Linked DNA regions of Sus scrofa: region 1 is linked to region 2. Evidence: chromatin contacts called from public HiChIP or PLAC-seq data. All regions are on one chromosome and are shown on one strand. The core of a region is the stretch at or near the end of the contact, and the rest is flanking DNA. Distances in the headings are between cores, read along the strand shown. Region 1 holds the start of ASNA1 (ATPase ASNA1). Region 2 holds the start of CALR (calreticulin).

Region 1 (4,143 bases), core at 1,363-3,862, 160 kb before region 2:
TGACCCCCACCCCCATCCAGTATTCTCAAGTCCACACTGTGTTCTCCACACCACAGGAACTTGCTCTCAACACCAGAGACAAAGAAAGCTCAGAGCTGACTATCAATAGAGGTGCCATTTCTTTAGTCTAGAGCTTCTCAATCTCATCTAATGACATCCTGAACTGGATCATCTTTGTTGAGGTGGAAGGAGGGAAAGGTTGTTCTGCGCACTGTAGCATGTTGAGCAGCATCATGCCTGTCCTCTACTTATGTTAGTATCACTCCCTCCCCCAGTTCTGACAACCAAAAATGTCTCCAGACTGCCAAATGTGGGGATGGGGTGGGGGGAATTGCCCCCAATTGAGAACCACTGGTTTAGCTCTTCCTATAAGACAGAACCAGTGCTAATCACACCAGAAGATGGGATGATGTCCATTTTTGCAAGCAGGGAAAATGAGATTAAGCCAGTTCTGACGCTCCAGGAAAGCAGCGATAACCTGTAGTGTTCAACAAGGCCTATCCATCACCTAGCACGGTGCCCAGCACAAGGTAAGGTGCTCAATAGACAGTGGAGGAATGAGACTCGGGAAAGACACGAAAATCTCCTAGGGTCACACAGTAAGTAGTCTGAGTCTCTCATCCACACAATTCAGACTCCAGACTTGACTATATCCCCCACTCCCATAGTGGGAGATGGTCCCAGTATCCAAAGTTCGGGTACCACTCAAACAGTGGTATTCAGGTTTCCCCATCCCCGGAGCGCTGTTTCCAATGGAATTTCTCCCAGTTCTTGCGGGCAGGCTCCAGGGGTCCCCACCTCCGCCCCCAGGCCTCTCTCGTCCAGGTTCCGAATCCCCAGCACTTTATCCAGAGAGTAGGGTGGACCCGATACCCTTTCTCGGGCCCAATTCCCCCGACCGAGGAAGGCCCTGGCGCCCGCCCCCACCCCCGCGGCTCCTTACGAAGCTGAGCGTGGGGCCCGGGCCGCCCTTCCTCTTCGGATCCCCGGGACCCGCGGCGGCGGCGGTGGCCGGCTGGTCGGGTCGCTGCGGGCCCGGGGGCGGCTCCTCCTGCCGCTGCCGCTGCTCCTCCTCCATCTTCCGCTTGAACAGCTCCAGGAAGCTGCCGTCGTTGGCGAACAAGTTCACGCCGCCCGTCACAGGGCTCGAACTAGCGCCCGACACTTCATCATCCCCGCTCTCGGGCGACGTCCCGGGCCCCGACTCAGCCCATCGGCTCCCGCCGCCGCCACCGCCCGCGGGGCCCGGCGCCTCCCGGCCCGGAGGCTCCGCCCGTCTCCCTCGGGCAGCCATTTTGTCGCCAGGTGCCGCGCAAAGGACTCCGGGAAGGCCGCTCCGACCCCGCGCTTGGCGCCCGACTTGCCTCGTCCCGAGCAATGCATGCTGGGAAGACCCGTCTAGTCCTCTAGCGTCCGCAGTGGGGGCGGGGCACGCGGGGCGGGGCGAAAGAGGAGTAAAGCTTGAAGCCGCGCACCAGCAGACAGATACATCGCCCTGCCTAGCGGATTATAGTAACCCAACTAAACTTCCGCGAGCGTTACGCAGACATGGTCTCCCCCGAAATAAGGCTATCGTCTAAGCCTACGGCGATAGCTGGCTCTCGGAGTGAGGTTCCCGCCTGGGACTTGGGGGCATATTCGCTTTTCTGGCACCAGAGAAAATCTCAACGTGGGGAAGGACTTCATCTGAGGCTGTGTGTTCAGCTGAATCTTCGGAACCTGGGTCCCTAACTAGATCTCGGGGGTACATCTAGTCTGGGCCCCCAGAATAGAAATGGAGGCGTCTCTGGGTTGGGTACCTGTCTTCTGAAATGGAGCTTTCATTTGGGAATAGAGACACCGCTTGCTCGAAGGAACTGGGGTCCTCATCTGAAAGTCAGGGTATTATTGTATGCGCTAGAGTACTTAGGTGAAGCCGCGGATATTTCTAGACTGCAGTCCCTATCTAAGGTAGAGTGTCCTCCAACGGCCTGGAACCGAGCATGTATTCCTGGGGCAGAGGTTCAAAAAGATAATTGGCTGAACTGCAGACTCCCCTCGAATAGGGAGCAAAGTGGAAGGAGGTTTTCGAGAACAGACCCCTTCTACGACAAAGAGCGAGGTTGCAAATGTTGGCCCTGCCCTGCGTGGGGCTCAGGGCTCAATGGACAAGGATCTGTGGCTTTCGCCCATAACTGGAGTTGTTCTGCCTCTAACCACTGGCACCCCGAGGACCTATCTCAAGATAGCTAATCGGTTCGTCTATGATTGGTTCGCGTCAGGAGCTCAATGGCTCCCAGCCAGTTGCCAGTTAGGTAACAGAAGAGACAGACCTGAGGCGGTGTTGGGACCAGATTTGGAAAATAGGGGGAAATGATCGACATGAAGTTGAGCCTATGGAGTCAGGTAGGAATGGACCTCGGATCAAACTTCTTGGAAAGGGCATGGACCGTGTGTTTGGCTGGTTGCTAAGGGGAGGTCGGCCGCTACAGGGACGTGAGAGTGATTGGTGAAAATAAGAAAAGATGAAGCCAATGGAAGGAGTGTGGCAAGACGTAGGGCCCAATCAGTGAAGGGGAGTGACCTGGAAGGTACCAATATGTTAATTAGGCAGGGGGAGTCTTTGAAAAAATATAGACAAGAGGTTGACAAGGTGAACCTTGGAAGGGGATAATATGGAAATATAGCTTCTATTATCACCTAAAAGTCAGATCATGAGAAAATTAATTCACGCTTCTAGCCGTGACGGGATATGATAGGAAATTTCCCCTGTAGGTGCTTTGCATAGTTCGCTCCGCTTGATCACGTGAGCCGGGTCCAAGATGGCGGCAGGGGTGGCCGGGTGGGGGGTTGAGGCAGAGGAGTTCGAGGATGCCCCTGATGTGGAGCCGCTGGAGCCCACGCTTAGCAACATCATCGAGCAGCGTAGCCTTAAGTGGATCTTCGTTGGGGGCAAGGGTGGCGTTGGCAAGACCACCTGCAGGTAAGGAGGCTGCGGCGGGGGCCGAGAAAACGGGTGGGATGTACCACCGGTTAAAGGGGAGGCTATGGGCCGGTCTTCCACAACCAACATGGCTAGAAGGCTGGCCCGGGGTCTTCAGGGTTGTACTCTCCGGAAATTACGTGGAGTAAGTGGAAGATACCTCCTGAATGTAGGTCCGCATCTTCTGAATCGTACAATCTGCTGGAGTTCAAGGGCTGAACCACATTTGATCCAGCGCACTGGGGGCCCGGAGCGCACTTAGATGTCTCAGTCAGCTGGACTGTACCAGATTGACCTCAGGGTAGGGCGAGGGGCACCAGGTGAACCCACTAGTCTGGTGAACCTTGCCATTATATGCCAACGTGGGAGTGGAGGTGGAAGGCTGGGAGAGGGCATATGATCAGGCTATCCCAGTCATCTGGGAGGAGGGAGAGGGGTCCCTCGGATAGAGTACCTGGGAAAAGTGAGTTGAACCATAGAGTTTAGCCGAAGACGCGAAGGATCCCTTAGCTTAGCGTTGTCGAAAGGGGCAGAGAGTCGAGCTATACTGGCTAGACAGCTGGACATGCCACTTTGCTAGTAAAGAAGTAAGCATCAGGCCAGACCGACATTCATTAGAACCTTGCTACTCTAACCAGCTAGAGGGGTCTGTGAGAGATGTCTGAGAAGGTCCCTCTACAAGGATTGAGGCTTGCTCCCACAGTTATCCATACTCTCCTCTCAAGGTCCTTGCTGATCCAGGTCCCCTGCTCCTGGGCCCCTTCATGTCCTCTTGCAGACCTAGGGAAAGCAGAGGCTGATTCTTCAATCCATACCTTTTGGCCTTTCCCTTGCCCAGCTGCAGCCTAGCAGTCCAGCTCTCCAAAGGGCGGGAGAGTGTTCTGATCATCTCTACAGACCCAGCCCACAACATCTCTGATGCATTTGACCAGAAGTTCTCCAAGGTGCCTACCAAGGTCAAAGGCTATGACAACCTCTTCGCCATGGTAAGTGTACCAGGATTCAGTCCTAACGCTCTGTCCCAACTCTGGCAAAGGCACCTTCAGGCTTTTCCCTTGTGAACAACATCCATCAGCAGTTACCATGTCCACCCATTCTCCATCCTCTGTCTCTCCACTTTCACCCCCTCAACATACCCATAGGGGAATGACTGAGGAATGCTTCTGGTGCAAAGGGAGACC
Region 2 (4,098 bases), core at 1,564-4,063:
CTACTTTGAAATGTTCAAAGGGAGGCTGGATAGGGACCAACCCTATTTATAGAGGGAGAAGGACTCAGTTAAGAGTCAAGGTAGCAGCTAATCTGTGTGGACAGTATCCCATACATCCAGGCCAGTGCTAAGTGCTTCGGGTTTGCTATTTCATTTTCCCAAAAACTGTATGATATATACCAATATAATCTCCACTTCACAGATGTGAAAACCGAGGCTTGGACAGAGATATGCCTTGTCTAAGGTTCTGCAAGGTGGAGATGGTGTGAGAAATTATAAACACCTCAGAGCCTGCCCTCTCCACCCCCTCTTTGCCCCAATGCTTTGAGAAGACCTATGTCAGGGAAATAATTTGTAGCATAGATCAGTGCTCACCTATAGAGATATAATTTGAGATGCAAATGTAATCTTACACTTCCTTGTAGCAATGTTAAAAACAAAAGGGGTGAAATTAATTTGAAGACTTTACAGAACCTAAAGTGTCCGAATTATTATTTCAACACTTAATATAAAAATACCAGAGAGTTCCCGTTGTGGCTCAGCAGGTTACAAGCCAACTAATATCCATGAAGATGCGGGTTCAATCCCTGGCCTCACTCAGTGGGTTAAGGATGTAGCGTAGCTTACAAATGAAGCTTAGATCTGGTCTTGCTGTGGTGTAGGCTGGCAGCTGCAGCTCCGATTCAGCCCCTAGCCTAGGAACTTCCAAACGCGGAAGATGTGGCCCTAAAAAGAAAAAAAAATTTTTTTTGAGTGTGGATTGTGTGTTAGGTGCTATTTTAAGCAGTATGCATTTACTTATTTAGCCATCATAATTGTTATTTGAGCCTGGAAAATGGGGTTACTGATATCCCCCTGTCTGGACTTTCAGTAAAGTCTTAACAAAAACTCAGAATGTACCCATCAAGGTCTCTCTCTCTCTCTCTTTTTTTTTGCCACAGCTGGCATGTATAAATTTCCAGCTAGGGATGGAATAGGAGTTGCAGCTGCCAGCCTACACCATAGCCACAGCCACCCCAGATCCCAGCTGCATCTGTGAACTTCACTGCCGCTTGAGGCAATGCCAGATCCTTAACCAACTGAGCAAGGCCAGGGAATGAACCTGCATCTTCACAGACAGTGCATCGGGTTCTTAACCCACTGGGCTACAATGGGAACTCTCTCAAAATCTCCTTCTAACTTCAAAATGCTTTACCCATTTTTGTTTAATTCTAGCAAGAACCCTTCTTTCCTTCCTTCTGTCACACATAAAGTAGGTTTTAAGTTTGTTCTGTGACAGGTGCTGCAGAACACCTGCAGGGGGATTGTGAGGTTAACAGGTACAGTGTCTACCTTCTGGCAGGAAGCACCAAGACCACATGTCCATGACACATGTGAAAGGGAGGGAAAGCAAGTCACTGGAAGTTCCTTTGGGGTCCTGGGGGGGATGGGGCAGGAGGGGTGCAGGTTGGGCACCCCTACTGGATACTGCCTTGGGGAAGGGGCAGAACCACAACTTCTCCAAGATCCCTCATTCCTCCCTTTTCTGAGTTCCCACCACTAGAGGGGAAGCACCCCTACCTACCCTCCTTCCAAAGTTCCCTCCCACTTCCCAGGTCCAGAGCCTATTTGCTCATAGTTTGGGAAACCCCCAGCTCTCCTTCCTCCTTCCTGTAGCCTAGGGGCAGGGAGCTGGTGTCAGTCACTGTCATGCGCCTCTGGCTTCAGAAGAAGGCTCCAGATTTAGGGGTCCTGCCCACCTCTCTTGGACCTTATCTTCCCCACCATCTGTCCCTTTTACTCCCTCCCCAACTGAACCCCCTGCCCCCTCCTCTTTAGCCGTTTAATTGCAAAAGCGAGCCGTTTGTGGGAGACCACAAGACAGTGACCCCTTTCAGTCTACCGGCTGAGGAAAGGGTGGAGGGTATATATTGGAGAGGCTCCAATAAAGGGAACAACCCTACGGAGCCACAGCCTGTAGTCACATCTTCAAGCCATCTGGGCTTCCTTCCTTTTGTCCCAGGACGTCCCTAAGATCTTTGAAAGCACTTCTGCCAGGCAGCAGCTGGCCAGCGTCGCTCCTCTTGGCCTTTCAGGAGCTCCTGTGACTTCAGAGAGGCTAGGTGACTTGACCCATTTCACACAGCAGCAGTCTTGACAAAGCGGCCAGGACACTAGGAGCCACATGGAGGAGAGAGCCCGCACTATCCCCGCAAGGCTGCATGGCTCTGGCGCTAGGGTGAAATGAAGCCCCAGGGCCCGGTGACCTCTGCCTCATCCTGGGCAGGGCGGGGTGACTGGAGAGAAAGAAAGAGGAAGAGAAAAAGAGAGGGTTGAATTAGAGAGGCTCCCCAAATTCGCAACAGAAAAAGGCTAGGAAAACCTTGCCCACCCAGCCCCATAGAGGGGATGAGCAGAGGCGAGGCTGGAACAGGGTCATAGCTCAGCGCAGTGGCACCTGCACTCGCGCGCGTTCTTTAAACGCCCAGCTGTGAAGACAGGCTCGCGGGCTAGGGCGGGGTTGGGCCGAGGTCTGGTCACATGACCTAGCCTGAGGGGCTGGAGGCCCCCACTCCACCGGTGGGCGTCCCCCACAACGCGTGGTCGACCTTCATTGGCCAGTGGTGCGGCCAATAGAAATCGGCCATCTGGGAACCCAGCGTGCCGAGGCACAGCCGAACATGCTGAGCCGACAAAGATCCAATGGAAAGGCAGGATTATAGCCACAGACCAATGATACGGCGGGGGAGGAGGGTCAAAGAGGCAGGACCAGGTTGGTTTGAGAGCGGGCCCGGTATAAAGGCTCGCGGCCGGCGGTAGCGTCCGTCCGTACTGCAGAGCGGCTGCTGGAGGAGTGACTTAAGGGGCCCGCGCGCCGCCGCCCCCTCGGCCCGCCATGCTGCTCCCAGTCCCACTACTGCTCGGCCTTGTCGGCCTGGCCGCCGCTGAACCCACTATTTACTTCAAGGAGCAATTTCTGGACGGAGGTAAGCTTTAGTCCCGCCTCGAGGCCTCTCTAACGAGGCGGCTGGCCACCTAGCCCATATCTGCGTGTCTTCTGTAATTACTGCTCAGAGGGCCAACACGGTAGTCTTCAGGGACTAAAGCCGCAAGGCGATCCTTCCTTCTCCGTCCCTGAGGAGCGTGGAGGGCGCAGCGGCCTTCTGCGGCCGGAGTTAGGGCTCGCCCGAGGCTCTCTTAAGCCATTAGAGATGTCAAACTAGAGGCCGGGGTAGGGGAAGTCAGAGAGAAGAATAGCTCTTTATTTGACCCTAGCAGCTTGTGGGTCTTGGTAGATGTTTTTTGGGGGGTGATGAGCAAGGCCGCGCTGACCTGCTCCTCTGGTCCCCTAGACGGGTGGACTGATCGCTGGATTGAATCCAAACACAAACCGGATTTTGGCAGATTCGTTCTCAGTTCCGGCAAATTCTACGGTGACCAGGAGAAAGATAAAGGTAAGAACCTAGGGATGGGTTCTCAGATCCAGGAGGACTTCCTGGAGGAAGCTCCTAATCATCACACAGCTTGGGTACCCCTAGGAACAGAGCAGGGGGAGGAAGGGGCAGTCGTCTCTATTTCCCACATAAGGGTACTCCGGGGATTGGGCTGAGCCGTGACCTCACTATCGTCCCTTGCTAGGGCTACAGACAAGCCAGGATGCCCGGTTTTACGCTCTGTCGGCCAGATTTGAGCCCTTCAGCAACAAGGGTCAGACGCTGGTAGTGCAGTTCACGGTGAAACACGAACAGAACATCGACTGTGGGGGTGGATACGTGAAGCTGTTTCCAGATGGTTTGGACCAGACAGACATGCATGGAGACTCCGAATACAACATCATGTTTGGTGAGGGGGCCCCACCCTGATCCTGACCTCTGGTTAGTTAGACGGAGCCTGAAACCCCGTGTGTTCCTTATATATAGCCCATGAAAAGTAGTCTTGAGAGCACAGAAAACCCTTACATGCTTAAGTTTTTCTTTGGAAGGGAAGCTGAGGGAATAGTTACAGTTAACAACTTTCTGCTTTGTTTTTGGTTTAAGGCTGATAGTCTGTGTGATGTTTATGTAGCTATTTTCCAATTCTACAAGTTCTCTGAGCACTTAATTTCTCTCCTTTGACTCT

What was found. HiChIP or PLAC-seq counts read pairs in DNA pulled down with a chosen protein or histone mark.
Region 1: a contact with region 2 is called in an H3K27ac HiChIP or PLAC-seq map of alveolar macrophages. The contact joins the promoter of ASNA1 here to the promoter of CALR in region 2. A contact is called at or near these places in 2 of 5 promoter capture datasets (fetal liver and liver), 5 of 47 Hi-C or Micro-C datasets (epiblast stem cells, heart right ventricle, liver and 1 more) and 2 of 2 datasets of contacts at active chromatin or transcription factors (alveolar macrophages and skeletal muscle).

The regions. Positions count from the first base shown.
Region 1 is chr2:66,259,604-66,263,746 of Sscrofa11.1, reverse strand. ASNA1 (ATPase ASNA1) reads left to right here and starts at 2,612. Exons shown (of 7, transcript XM_003123324.4): 1 at 2,612-2,962; 2 at 3,801-3,948. The coding sequence starts at 2,802. It overlaps C2H19orf43, which reads right to left and starts at 1,361. Exons shown (of 3, transcript XM_003123323.4): 1 at 944-1,361. The coding sequence starts at 1,294.
Region 2 is chr2:66,100,789-66,104,886 of Sscrofa11.1, reverse strand. CALR (calreticulin) reads left to right here and starts at 2,813. Exons shown (of 9, transcript NM_001174133.1): 1 at 2,813-2,966; 2 at 3,333-3,434; 3 at 3,619-3,822. The coding sequence starts at 2,876.